Linked DNA regions of Gossypium hirsutum: region 2 is linked to region 1. Evidence: chromatin contacts called from public Hi-C data. All regions are on one chromosome and are shown on one strand. The core of a region is the stretch at or near the end of the contact, and the rest is flanking DNA. Distances in the headings are between cores, read along the strand shown. Region 1 has its middle 10 kb from the start of LOC121231563. Region 2 holds the start of LOC107962273 (cation/calcium exchanger 4).

The links. Hi-C and Micro-C count contacts between places; a contact is called where the count stands out from the background.
Region 2: a contact with region 1 is called in a Hi-C map of leaf, with 2.5 times the contacts expected there. The contact joins the promoter of LOC107962273 here to the enhancer-like site in region 1. A contact is called at or near these places in 9 of 34 Hi-C or Micro-C datasets (anther, callus, hypocotyl and 2 more).

The regions. Positions count from the first base shown.
Region 1 is chrA06:113,964,221-113,971,324 of Gossypium_hirsutum_v2.1, reverse strand. It overlaps LOC107962269. Among protein-coding and RNA genes, the nearest start is that of LOC121231563, 10 kb to the left of the region's middle. Within about 2 kb of position 2,889, at least 3 of the 9 cell types and tissues checked have an H3K27ac peak or open chromatin away from gene starts, as enhancers often do.
Region 2 is chrA06:114,119,592-114,126,713 of Gossypium_hirsutum_v2.1, reverse strand. LOC107962273 (cation/calcium exchanger 4) reads right to left here and starts at 2,392. Exons shown (of 1, transcript XM_016898589.2): 1 at 1-2,392. The coding sequence starts at 2,080. The coding sequence ends at 113. It overlaps LOC107962272 (a long non-coding RNA gene), which reads left to right and starts at 4,081. Exons shown (of 2, transcript XR_005928690.1): 1 at 4,081-4,562.

The sequences.
Region 1 (7,104 bases), core at 1,640-4,139:
GTCCTCCAGGTCACTACCACCAATATAAGACAACTTAGGGAACTTGAAAGAAGCAAAAAGGTTGTGATTTAATACAGAATGGGTTAAAGGTTCATTAGCATAGCTCTAGGAAACTTCCTCAGGCTTAGAACCTTTAGCTTATTGCAAGAAATCCAATTTGGTGGCTGCAATATGTCCTTCAATATAAATAACCTTGTTTTAAGGTTCTTACTTCGAACAATTAATAAGTTGAAGATCTTATACTATTTCATTATCATTATGATTCTTCTTACTTTTTTCAACAGTAGATCGTACCTTCTGGTTCTAGTGGAAGGGGCAAATCACTAGTTTTGATAGCATCATTGGTTGTGCATAACTTTGCGATCAACCATTCATTGCGGGTATTTTGCTTATCAAGTTGGCGTTAAAGCTCTTGTTGTTCCTAGAACTGATGTTGTTAAACCAGAAGTTTGTTCCTCCATGAGTTGCATTTTTTCTTACATCTCAGTGACATGGTGTTGAGAGCCAAGGAGATGTTGTTGGGAAACTTGATCTAGAAGATTAGTCGCAACAATAAAATGAGGTTTAGAAGCCAAACAAGAGAGAATTTTCTTTATGTGGTCATTTTTGGGATCTTGCGAGGTAGCAAAGGATGATAGAGTGTTGGGAATTGAAAGGTAGACTATAGTGGTTGGATTAGCTGAGGGAGAATTGAGGGTATTTAGAAGTTGGCTTAAGGCTTCCATGAGGACCATGGCTAGGAGAGTTGGCATCTTGGTTTGGGTTGGGGAAGTTCAGTATTGGTGGTATTACTATCATTCATTGGAGTGGAGGAATTGGCAGGGTTGATGTTATTGTTTTTGTTGATGGGATTGTGGGTAGCATAATTTTCATTATAAAACATTTTCGATCCATACTTATTACACCAATTGTTGGTACCAGGTACAACAAGAGAGGTTGATAAAGAAGATAAATGAGAAGATCACAATGGTGCAATGGAGGTCAATTCACCTAAAGAGACTGAGAGTCGGAACAAGGACAAGCGAATAGGCTAACCAAAGAGATGATTGCTTGGAGTAACTTGTGCTAGGGAATCGATCCTTTCTACATCTTTTTTCAGGGTACTTATAAGAAAGGTTCCGTTTTCCATTGATATGATATGGTAGGATATACATTTAGCCTCACAAAATGCGTAAAGGCTAATCATGTCCGTATATAAAAAGAAATTATGAGTATAAGGTAGTTATACCTAAATAGACTCCTTATTGTCTTAGAATTGTGTTCAGACTCAAATATGAGTGGGTGTCTTCTTACTTGAGTAAGTGGTTGAAAATGGGTACTACTTAAGGTGGAGTCAATGCCAAAGTCAACAATGTGTTTGGTAGTGACACGTGTCTGACTGGCGAAGGGCATGTATAACAATGAGAAAGAAAATTTATTGATATATTCCATTCAAACATGTAAGACATGCAAGGAATATGCTAAAAAAATCACGGAATATAAATATATATATATATAAACCCGTCAAAAAGTATTTTACTAACCTCATTGTTGGGAAGAGTTAGTTATAAGTAAGTTGTTATGTATAAAGTAAAAACAATTTAGAGCTGAATAAAAAATTATTTTCTAAAATAAATTATAATAAAAGAGGAAATCTAAGAAAAGCAACCATAGACGCAAATTAGATATTTTCTATTATAATAGTTAGATGAGAAAGAAAATTTATTGAGATATTCCATTCAAACATGCAAGGAATATGCCAAAGAAATTATGGAAGATAAAAACAAAATAATAAAGTCGTAAAAGAATATTTTACTAATCTCATTGTTAAGAAGAATTAGCTAAAAGTGAGCTGTTATGTATAATGTAAAAAAAATTTAAAGCTAAAAAAAAATTATTTTCTAAAATAAATTACAATAAAAGATGAAATCTATGCAAAGCAAAGATATTTTCTATTGCTATAGTTAGATGAAAAAGAAAATTTATTAAGATATTCCCTTCAAATATGCAATACATGCAAGGAATATGCCAAAGAAATCATGGAAGATAAAAACAAAAATGCAAAGCCGTAAAAAAAAATCGAGCGAAGGAGATAATTATGGAAGAAGTAATCAAGGTTTAAAAATCAAGAAACTGAAACGATAATAGGTATTTAGTAGGAGGCATTCATAAGAAGTTACCATAATAACATTAATAGTAAATATGATGCCAAGCTAAAAGCTTTCCTTTATTCCAAATATTGAATATTGAAAAGGTGTTTCCTTTTGGTGCTGAGATAGTATTTAAGGTGAAACGGATGGTTTTAGTGATTATATATAATGTAACTGTTCCATTTTTTTTTCTTTATTGAATTCAGTAGTTTTATTTCATCCTTGGTTTTTGGCATTCTTATTTTACTCTCATTTAATTAGAAATAATTATTTCTTATTTTACCCTCATTTAATTAGAAATGGTGTATTCCAACCCTATTTAATGTATAAAACTCTTTTGAGAATTGATTTTATATAATATATCGACTACCACTTTCCAAGCAACTCAACCAAACATAACTGAAAAATCATTTATTTTTAATTATTGGCCGGGGGATTTATGCCTTTAATCAACTCATTTATTTTAATCATTGGCAGCACGATTTATGTCTAATTTGTTGCGGCGTTTTTGCTGTCGCATTGTGTTCTCTTTTTTCAGCTTTTGTTTCTTCTATTTGCGTAATTGTTGCTTTCTTCATTTTCTTTCAATAAAATAGACTTCTATTGAGGAAAAATTTACTAACCATGCTCTTAGTCTCTTTAACGAAGTCATCTTCACTTTAATGTTTTGTCCAACTGCAAACAATTCTTAATAGACTAAACCCGTATGAGTCTGTTATGAACAGAAATCGAGAAGCCAAAAATGGCAGAGAAGGAAGGGAAGGAAGAGAGAAATTCCAAAGAGAAAAAAAGGAAGAAGAAGAAGAAGAGAGAAATCGGAGAAGGAAAGAGAAGGAAAAAGAAAGAGGAATTCTATGCAACCCCCTCAACAATTACAAGCCATTATATAAGGGAAAAATAACAGAAAATGAAAAATAAAAATTGGAAAATAACAGTACGGTGCCTAGTCTTCATTTTAACCTATAAAAATTTCCTCCACCTCAAAAATATCCTTGTCCTCAAGGATCAAAGTGAGGAAAAGTGCTTGAATGTTCAATAGGATAACCATAAATACCCATTCTTCAATCAAGCATAGGACATCCATAAGTACAAAGTTCATGACAAGAACATCAAACTTCAATTCAATGGGATATAGATCATCAAACAGTTCTAGCCCAACACCATCCATTGTGTCATTAGGATCAGTAACCTTATGCACTTTGGTACCCATGGTAGTAAATTTCACATTATTATAAATACGGTTACCATGCGACTCGCCTGCAACTGGATGGTATAAAAGGAATTGTTTTGGCCATTGATAGTTAACCCACATCTCATCCCTGTGATCAATAAGAGGGAAAGTTTCATCATTGTTATGCAAGATAGAATCTGATACAACCATTTCTGCAACAACCCACATGACTTCATTGAACCTAAGGCCAAACTCCGTGTTTAATGGAAATCTACACATTTTCTCTAAATTAAGACAGCCATTACAAAACTCATGAAGTGTAAGTAGAATGGGGAGAGGAAGAACGTGACCCACAAGCGAATCATCAAGTTGCATTTTATGCGACCACTAAGTGTTGAGGCGTGGCCTCCCTAGTAGGAATGGAGGCAGCCGGGAAAAGCCTAGAGCAACTGAAAATTGCAGAGGCATGGCCATGCCATCGAAGGGCACATCAACTAGCTTAGGATAGCTAAAGAAAGCTAGTAGTAAAAGTTCCAAAGGAAAAGTTGCCCACATTAAAGACAAAAGAAAGTGCAAGAGAGGACCTGAATCAACCAAATCTACAGACCATCAACTTCTCACACAAAATTTCATGAAAGTCTAAGTTAAATTACTCCTGATGAAAATCCTTATGAGACTTCTGCATCTCAGAACCTAGGCCTTGCGCAAGATTGTCATTCAAACAACCATGAAAATAGTCAAGGTTCAAATACTTAAACCTTTTAGGAAATTCATATTCATCGTCACATGAGGAGTATAGTAAGCTATCCTCAAAATTGAACAATGGTTCTTTGTGAGCTATATCAAAATTCTGCACCAAATCACATGAGGCACAATATCGTTGAGCTTCATTCTTCCCTGAAGACATTAGCCTAATCAAAATTAACCCACCAAATTCATCTGACTCGCACACCAACTTCAAGATATCCCTGCTAAAAAGGGTTTGCAAAACTTTGAAATTTTTATAGCAACAGATCTTTCATTAATTGAAGACAGCCTGAACTTACAATTCCAAAATGATCCCAATATTATGCAAAAACTTGATTCAGTTTCCCACTGATATGTATCATCCCTAAATTGTGACCTTAATTCTGATAACCTAATCACATCAATGAAGCATGGATTATCTAGATTATGAGCCCAACACAACAATGGCACCCTTGGTTTGTGCACTTCGCAAAGAAGAAATAAACTTTTGGAAGCCAAAACAAACTAAAACCCATCAGCTCCTACTCTAGAAAACGCTAGGAACTGATCCTCATCAACTACATCATATGGGCTCAACATCTCAATCTTAGCTAAACAGTTTACATTACACTTATTACGCTTAAAATCAAGTAACAAAGCAACATCTGATCGGGCAACAACTAAAATCCTAGGATGCCAATTGAACTCAATACCCAACCATTTATAATTCTCTGTACCACTCGAATCATCCCATAAAACTCTAAGTTTACTACCTTTAACATAGTCATTGAGTCTCTGACAATTAACACAATTAGTTAAATCAAACAAGAATAGATGTACCATTTTCTAACAAAACCACACTTTCTTCATGCATGTATGGACTACAACAAGCATAGACAATTGAGGAACTCTTGAATAGCTTACTGCCTAAGTAATCTAAAGTAGGGATTTTTCTAGGGTTATCAAATCTAACCGAATGCCAATGAACAAAATTAGAGTAGAAGCCATTAAATTCCCAACAACAGAATCACCTGAAATCCTATCGAAATCATCCATTGGATCGTTTTTTACTGGCACTCCATTGAAAGAACATTCATTTGGAGGAACCTTACCCATCACTGTACACCTATCATTTGTCCCAGTTATGGCATGCCTCACTCATGTCCCTGACATTTTTTGTGTAGTTGAAACAACCAAAATACTAACATCAAGTTCACCTTGTTCTAGTACCAGAGGAACCTTGAACATCAGATCCAATTGAAGCACTTGATTTTTGACTTGCAAAAATGAACCTTTTACCTTTACAGTCAATGCACGAAAGAAAGCAATAGCAGCGCAGGCTTGATGGAGCTTGTTCTTAAGGATCGCGGGATACTCATTCGTGTCAATCAGTACCATCAGTGCCTAATCAAACGGCGGAGCGTTACGATTATTAAACCTTTTTACCTCCACCACACCACCATCCCCATCACTATTTTCATATTTGAAAACCGACGTTTGAGGTACTGCCAAAGACGTACCAATCACATTCTCACCCGCACATAACCCCTGGATCGCCGCACAAGCACCGTAAAACTCTATGTCAAGTTGACAACAGTCATCATAAATATTACAGCCTTGTAGAGAAATTCTAACTAAGATAACATTCAAGCATCCTTCAAACTGGATCAGTGCTTAAAAACCAGCCGATTTTTGAAATGTGACGATCTTCTGCACAAATCCATGAGGTGAAAAAACCTGATGGAGCACTTCTATAGTAATAAGGTAAAGCATATGATAGATTGTGACCAAAAGGGCTCGATTCAATTCATCACCAGCCATGGAGAATTGATTGAAACTCTGATACATTTTGTTACGAAAAAAAACCAAGAAGCCAAAAATGGGAGAGAATGAAGGGAAGGAAAAGAGAAATTCCAGAGAGAGAAGAAGAAAGAAGAAGGAAGAAGAAGAAAAGAGTAACCGGAGAAGGAAAGAGATAGAGAGAAAAAAAGAATTATGAGTGTAACTAGAGCTGTGCATGTACCGGGCTGGGTGGGCCCATTAAAAAAAATTTGGCCCGTTTTCAAGGTCGGGCTTGGCCCGGCTCGAAATATGGGCTTAGAAATTTGTCCAAGTCTAACTTGAGAAAAAAATGATAAGCCCGAGCCCGACTCGGTCCGGTCATATTAATTTTTTTTTACTTTTTTTATTAAATAAAAAACTTTAAAATATAATAAATCAAGTACATCTAAAACATAAAAACAAATATTAAAACAAAAAACAAATAAAAAATGAGACTAAAACAATTCTTCAAATAATACATAAATTAAAAATATAATAAAAAGTAATTATATTAAAATTGAAAAATTGAAACAAATTAGAACTAAATTAAGAACCAAATTATATTAATAACAAAAGTTTTACAATATCAAAATAACATTAAAAACAACAAAAGAGTAAAGTAAAAGTACTAAAGTTACTTAAAATTAAAAATTAAAAAAATTAAAAAAATTTAATATTAAAATTGGGCCGGTCCCGGGCCAAAAAAAATCTTACCCGAGACCCGACCCATTTTCTAAACGGGCCTCATTTTTTATCCAAACCCATTTTTCGAGCCTATATTTTTACCCAAACCCTCCTATTTTTCAGGCGGGTCTTCGGGCCGGGCCGGGTCGCCCGGCCCATGCACACCTCTATGTGTAACGAATTCATAACCCCTTAGCAATTACAAACCATTATATATAGGAAAAATAATAGAAAATATAAAATGGAAAATAACGGTACAGATTAGCTTGGATGAAACGCTTTGTTTCATTACAGCACGTTTGGTTGCCATGAATAATCAAACTATTCTTGGATGATTCGGTGATAAATAGCTTGGTTCACCGAATCCTCCATTCGACAGAATTTCATTCATCTCCCATTCCACCTCCTCCCATAATCGCCCTTTACCACCCTCCCTCAGCAAACACCTCAAGTTACCACACCCCAACTCTGTCTCCTCGTTCCCGTTTAGTTATTCTCATCCTACGATCATCATCGACAGAGATCTCGACATTGTAAAAAGCTTCCCCAAAATTGAGACGATAAGGTTATTCC
Region 2 (7,122 bases), core at 1,143-3,642, 160 kb before region 1:
AATCTGAAAGTTGATATAGTACTTGGAAACTGAAAACTAACCAATCAATCTGACAAATCATTTCTACTATGTCAGTTTACCTGGTCGACCTAGTTACAGCCAATAAAACGAATCAGCTTAAACCACGCAGTGATGTAAGTCCCAAAGCACTGCTCACCTTGAGAGAAAGAAATATCAGATAAAGCATTATAAGACCCAATCCTAATATCTTGCTAGGTCTCATGTCATTTCGAGGCAAAACTATAAGTGCCCAGATTAGTCCAGACATGAGAAAGCCCATGGTGTAAAACAAGCTGCTATCTTGAGGAACTAAGTATGAGGAAGGACTCTTTGATGAAGCTCCAAGCAGCAATGAGATGCCCAGACCAACAAGTGTGTTGAACATAGGACCCGCATAGCAGCCAGACATTGCAATCTGCACACTATCACCACCATTCATTGCCAGTGCAACATTTGACACCAAATCACCCATTGAATTGCCCCAAGCCAGAATAGTTACTCCAAGAATGGAAGGATTAATTCCAAATATCACACCAAATGCTACCAACAGAGCAACAAGCTCATTCGCAATCATATAAAACCAGACAATGCTCGTAAAAAATCCCCCAAATACCCATGGAATTAAAAACCTCCGAGGCGGATGATCGGATGCAGTATGCTTACATGCAAGAATACCAAGTGTGCAACCAGCTGCAACACTGAGACACCATGTGATCACTCGACTCTCAAAGCCCACATCACCTTTGCTATTCCACAGAAATCCTAACAGAACAGGAGCCAATGAAACACTAGCCACAGCATATGGTTTTGACCATGATTCCTGATCAACTAGAGGAATTGTTAGCCTCCTTGGAACTGTCAGCGGCAACTCCAGGAGCGATAATAATATAGAGCAAGAGAATGGTGACTCATTAGTTTCCATGCCCTCTTCAGTCCAACCCCATGGAGGCCTGTCTTCAGCTAATGGACTGGCTTTCATGAATTGATTGGAATATATAGCAACATTTGAAGCCCACATCCATTGTGGCAGGGAACTAGGTAGATGGGGTGGATCATTTCCAGTGTCCACGTCCAGCAGATAACTATAAAGAAAAGTATCCTCTTCGTTTCCTTGTGAAAACAGATTTCCTCGGACAGGAAGCAATGGTGTAACAACATCCAATTTCAACCCCCCAGTATGTTTCCACAGAATCTCATTTGCAACCACAGAAAATGCATAAATCACATAGATCATGACAAATGCAATGGCACCCCAAATACTCACCTTGCCAATTATCAATATCATTGTAAGTGACATGAGCATAAAAAGGAAGAAACAGATATCCCTAATGAAGCATCTTTTATCAATCTGAACCCTGGTCCCCGCTACACAAAGGGAGACAGCCCCTACAACAACACAAGTAACAAAAACTCCACCACCTAACACGCTATTAAGACCCACTCCACCTGTATCCGTCCCCAAAAATGCAGCTATACTTGCAAACACATCCGGTGCCCCATTTCCCAACGGAAGGAGTGCAACCCCAGCAACAGTTGGAGGCAACATAAGCAGATATGAAAGCTTCTCCAATGAACGGCAAAAGTAGTCCGCTGCAGTGTTACCCAAAAGATAAAACAAAGAAACAAGCCAAACACCCAATATCAAATAGCCCACTATCCTAAATTCTCCACAACCACAATAGAAGAACTTAATGTAATCAAAGAATCCATCTGAAGAACACTGTGGATTCGATTCCAGGAACTCACATTGATTAGCAAAACCCTGATGATTATTCAATCCGGTACAGAAAACAGGATGGCCCAAGCTTACATTCAACTCATTCTGCTGGCCCTTCCCAAAAGCTAAATTTGACGAACTGGCATCAAGTTCGCTAATTTTTCGACGAATTATACCGACGTGATCAAGTACGGTTCTTTGATTCAAATTATAATTAATAAGCCCAGACGATTGGCTAATGTGAGGGTTCCTTAAGAAATCAACCCGGGTGTAAAAAAAGAACAGTAGAATAATGGCAGATAATCCATTGAAAATCCCATGAAATTTGGGACTTTTTGAAACATAAAGACAATTATTACTCATAAATAAAATCTCTTTATCTAAAATAAAACATCAAGCTTTTAAAAATTCCTACAAAGTGAATTAGGCTAGGGTTTTCAGCTAAGGAACTAGGAAACCCCAGCCTTTGAATTCAGAAGAGAAAACGAATATGAAATTTAGGATACTTACCGATGACCCCAAGATTAAAGAGGAAATGGAATTTAATGGCTCTTTTTGGGACAGTTTTTCCAACGCAGAAGTTCGTTGACAATAATAATCAGGGAATTTTTGAAAAAATTAATTTGGAGGAGAAGTTGGTTAGAAATTTCTCATGACTGCTATTTTTTTTCCTTTTTCTTTATCACCCCTTTATTATTTATATTAATATATACTATTTTTTAATGAGTGCTAATTTTTTATTACATTTTTATAAAATTTAAAAGTTATTTTTTTTCAATTAAGAAAAAACTATTTTACTCGTGTTAATTTCATGCTTTATTAATAAGAGAATCATGGTTTGCAAAATCCAATCGGTTTCACTAATTTAATATTCAAAAAATTTTAAAAGATGAAAAATTTTGAAAAAATTAATCAGAATTTTAAAAAATATTATACGTAATTTTTTATGTGTTTATATTTCTAATTCTTTAAATGGTATAATTCTACAATTTAAAATATATATATTTACTAATTAAATGAACATAGGTATAATTTATAATAAAATTCTACTATTTTTGATAAATAATTTAGAGAATAAACTGTTTAAAAAGTAATGAAAAACAGAAAATAATTGATAATAAAATATTAAATAATTAGATAAAATAAAATTGAATTAATATATAAATTATTAAAATTAATATAGAAATTTGGAACTAAGAGGACAAATTTAATGTTATATTACCTTATAATCAATTAAATAAATTTTCAATCTCTTTTCGATACTATTGTTGTTCGAATATGATTCGACTACTAACTTATTATTACTAATTATCTCCGTTTGCTACTTGATTGAATGTGTTTAACTATTTGATAATATTCTCTAATATTAATTAAGTGATAATTAATGGATAAAATAAAACTCAATTTTACAACAATCTTTCTTTTAATTGATTTAACATAGTACTTTGCCTCTAATAAACTTAAATTAAATTATAATTAGATTTAAATATCAATTAAAAGATTTAAATTAAATTATATTTATTACTTAAAATAAATTTAAAATTTATGTCTCATATATTAAAATATTAATAATGAGTTACAATAAAGTATTTTAATATTTTTTATAATAATTTAAGTTGATGTATTTTATATATCATAATATTATAAATTTGAATATTATTTAAATTTATATTTTTTACTTTATAATATCAAATCTACAATAAACATTTTATCCTTTCAAAAATATTTTTTAACAAATTTACTAAATATTTAAAGCTTAAATCAAATTTTTCGGTATAAGTAAAATTTTTAATTACCATACTTTTTTTTATTCGCTATATCTGGTTTACATATAGTGTTTGGGATTTGTGACTACCATTTTCAATAATCTTGTCTCCAAAATTTGAGTTTACATTCCTTTGAGAATGTAATAGGTCTTACCAGTGCACCCAACACTTAATAGTGATCACAAATACTACTTGAAGTTAACTTTATATTAATATTTAGATGTCAATACAATTTGTAATTATTACAATACTTAAATGAAAACTAAAACTTTTAAATTAAATTATTATTATTTTTAGTTGTCAATCTAATAATATGATAAAAAAAGAGAGAGAATATTTTTATTTATTCAAAACTTTATCTAAATTCATGCTTTTATATATATTATAGATAGATAATATCTTAAACATTCATTATACATTACAAATTCAATTAAAAGATTAGCAAAGCTAATTTTATTGACTCTAAAACTTGGAATGTTTTAAAACATTATTGAAAGACTAATACACTAAACTAAAGTCAAAGTAGTTACAAAACATTAAAATATTCCAATCCATAACCCAAATATTAAAAACATTACAATCCTTAATTCATGATGCGAAATCTTGGGAATAATTTTTTTTTTTTGAAATTAAAATTGGCCGGGTACTTTATTTGGAAAAAGAAAACTAAAATAGGCCCAAACAGATCAATTGGGCTCAATCCTACTCTGGCTAGGAACATACAAAAGAAGAACGGCCTTACTGGACAGTTTAATAGTGGAGGCCTCCTAAAGGAATTAAAAAAAGAAAAGAACTATTAACTGGATAAGAACGACAGAAGCAATAAATGATAATGAAAAGAAAACAGGAAACCTACGCATCCACCCCGGTCAACTCAAACTACTGGCATCCATTAAAACTACTCGCATTTTCATTTCAAAAACCACCCGTTCTGATGATAGCAATTCCCAAAGAGAAAAATAAATCATTTCTGCTATCTGGTTGTGAGTCTCATTTGTCTCAAAGGTCCTTCAGTCTGGGCATCGTGGCCATCGCCCCGCCGAACCGAACGCCTGGTCATGTAGTTCTTCTCCCGTCAGGTACGATCTTTCTCCTCTTGCAAGTGTGTTCTTTGCGATTCTATGAGCTCTCAAGTTCTCTGTTCTGTGGATATACTGGAAGTGGATCTCTTGAAATCTGGTTGTTGTATTTTGAATATCTCTGATAATCGCTCCGATCTCTGATTTGTCTTTTGTTGTTGTTTTACACTTTTTAACAACTGTTCTGGAATCCCCATGATTTTAACCGATTGCAAACCCATGGAAATCCCTAACTTAATGGCTTCATAACATGCATATGCTTCTGCTGCAAATGCGGACACGTTGCTGTGAAGGTTCGACTTTAATGCCAATAGTTCACCCCTAATCCCCCACGCTACCAGACCTGTCGCTGACTTGAAATTTCTGCCATTAAAAGCTGCATCAAACTTAACCGTCAAACTTGGTGAGTCTTCCTGAGCGCTTTGGTTTTTGATGGTATTAACATGACTCTTTTTTGATCGCATTCCTTCGTATTCCTCCATATGTCTCTGTACGCTTTTTGCTAGATCTGTGCCAGTCGTGCTCTTTCTCTCATGAATAAATTGATTTCTGGAAAACCAGATTAACCACAAAGCATAGCAGAAAAGCTGGCATTGTTCATCATTCCCTCTCGTGAAAACCTAGGTTAGCCACTCCCAAATATTTTGACTCGCAGTATTAATTACCCAGGAAAGCTGTAACTTTTGCCACACTTCTGTTGATATAAGACCGTGACGAAAGACGTGGAGGCTATCTTCAACACTGAAACAGCATCGAGGTCGAAACTATTTTTTAAAGTGATGTTTGAAAAACGCAAATTGATTTTTGAAAAATGAAAACGGGAGTCGTTATCAATCTTTTTAGGTGTGATTGGATCATTTTATAAAATGTTGTAGTCTATTAAAATTAAGAAAAATAGGTTCGGGAGTCGGTTACGAAGGATTAGCACTCTTGCAACTCTAAAAATTGGTACCAAATTGAATAGATTTTTGTCTTAATGTCAAAAACTTGAAAGGATTTAAAAAATAAGATTTTTTTTAATTGGAATTATTTAAGTTAAAAAAATTGAAATTTTTTAGCTCTAAAAGAATATAAACATTACATCCAACATGTTAAAGACATGATATTCTTAAACTTTCGTAATTGAAATTATCTCGTGATTTACAAAATCTATTTAGAATGATACTTTAAGCATTTAGACAAACGAGAAATCGTAACTTAACATGTTAGGGCATTATTTCTCGAAGTTTTTAAACATCAAGTATTGTTTTTTATTTTTTTTAAAAAAATTCTTGGAGTATTATTTTAAATAACGTTTTAGGATGACATATTAATGCATCATGAAGTATAGATGTATAAAATATTCTAACTTTTTTATACAAACATAAATAATATCATTAAGACAAAACTAAATAACATGAGTATACGTTTAATAAAAAAAATCATACTAGGGTAAATATAAGATAATAAATAAATAAAAATATGAGTAAACTAAAAGAAAAATATAATACATGTAAAAATTATATAACAATATATATCATAAAATAGAACATAAAAGAAATAATTAAACATAGCATAAAAAAATGAAACTATGCATAAATAAGATAAATGACATACACTAAAAAAATGAATAAATAGAATATTTACAAATTATAAAAAATATAATGCAATAGTTTAAAATACATGAAATGATAATATAATATATATACATGCATAGAAAATATATATTTGAAAATAAATTATATAAAAAAGTTAAATATTATAATATATAAAATACATAATCAAATGTATAAAAGATAGGAATAAATATACATATTTGAAAAATGAAGAAATTAAAATAAAAAAAAGGTTGAAAAATTAAGATAGACGAAAAATAAAATAAGAACAAACCACATAGAATAAGAACGTAAGAGGGACAGAAATTTGAATGAATACATTCAAGAATTTTTATTGCTTTCCCAAAACTCCAGTGAAGTCAAGTTGTTTTACAATGAGGGGAGAGGCCTCTATTTATAGTTAAGCAGTCTCAAATCTAACGGTACATATCAATTACATCAACGGTTAAGATTAAAAGGTATCTACAAATTAAATTTCTAAGATTACAAAATCATATCTTCTAAGATTGCATATCATATCTAATATTGCAATTATATCTAAGATTGTATCATATTTAAGATTGCATATCATATTTAAGATTGCATATCATTAAAGATTATATTTCCATATGAGTCAAGCTTATAGATGAACCTTAAATCTTTTCAAGTAATGGGCCATTCTGATTGGGCCAAATTATATATTTGTAATTTTAGACTGAACTTGGATTTCATTTTTTTTGAGTTTATTATTTTTGTTTTTGGACTTATTTTTGGGCCGGGGCAAAATTGAGTGTCTACAATTAAGATTCGTCGTAGCATGTTCTAATAGTTTGTAGGCACTACGTGTTGAAAACTCGCTAGATTGTTCTCTTTTCCAGACTTGGAAATCTTCATGGTCTGTCTCCGCAAGAGGGATCTGTATGATTTTCTGAGCAACATCCGTTTGAAAGATATTATTAATCACATCAACCCTCCATTTCCTGTTT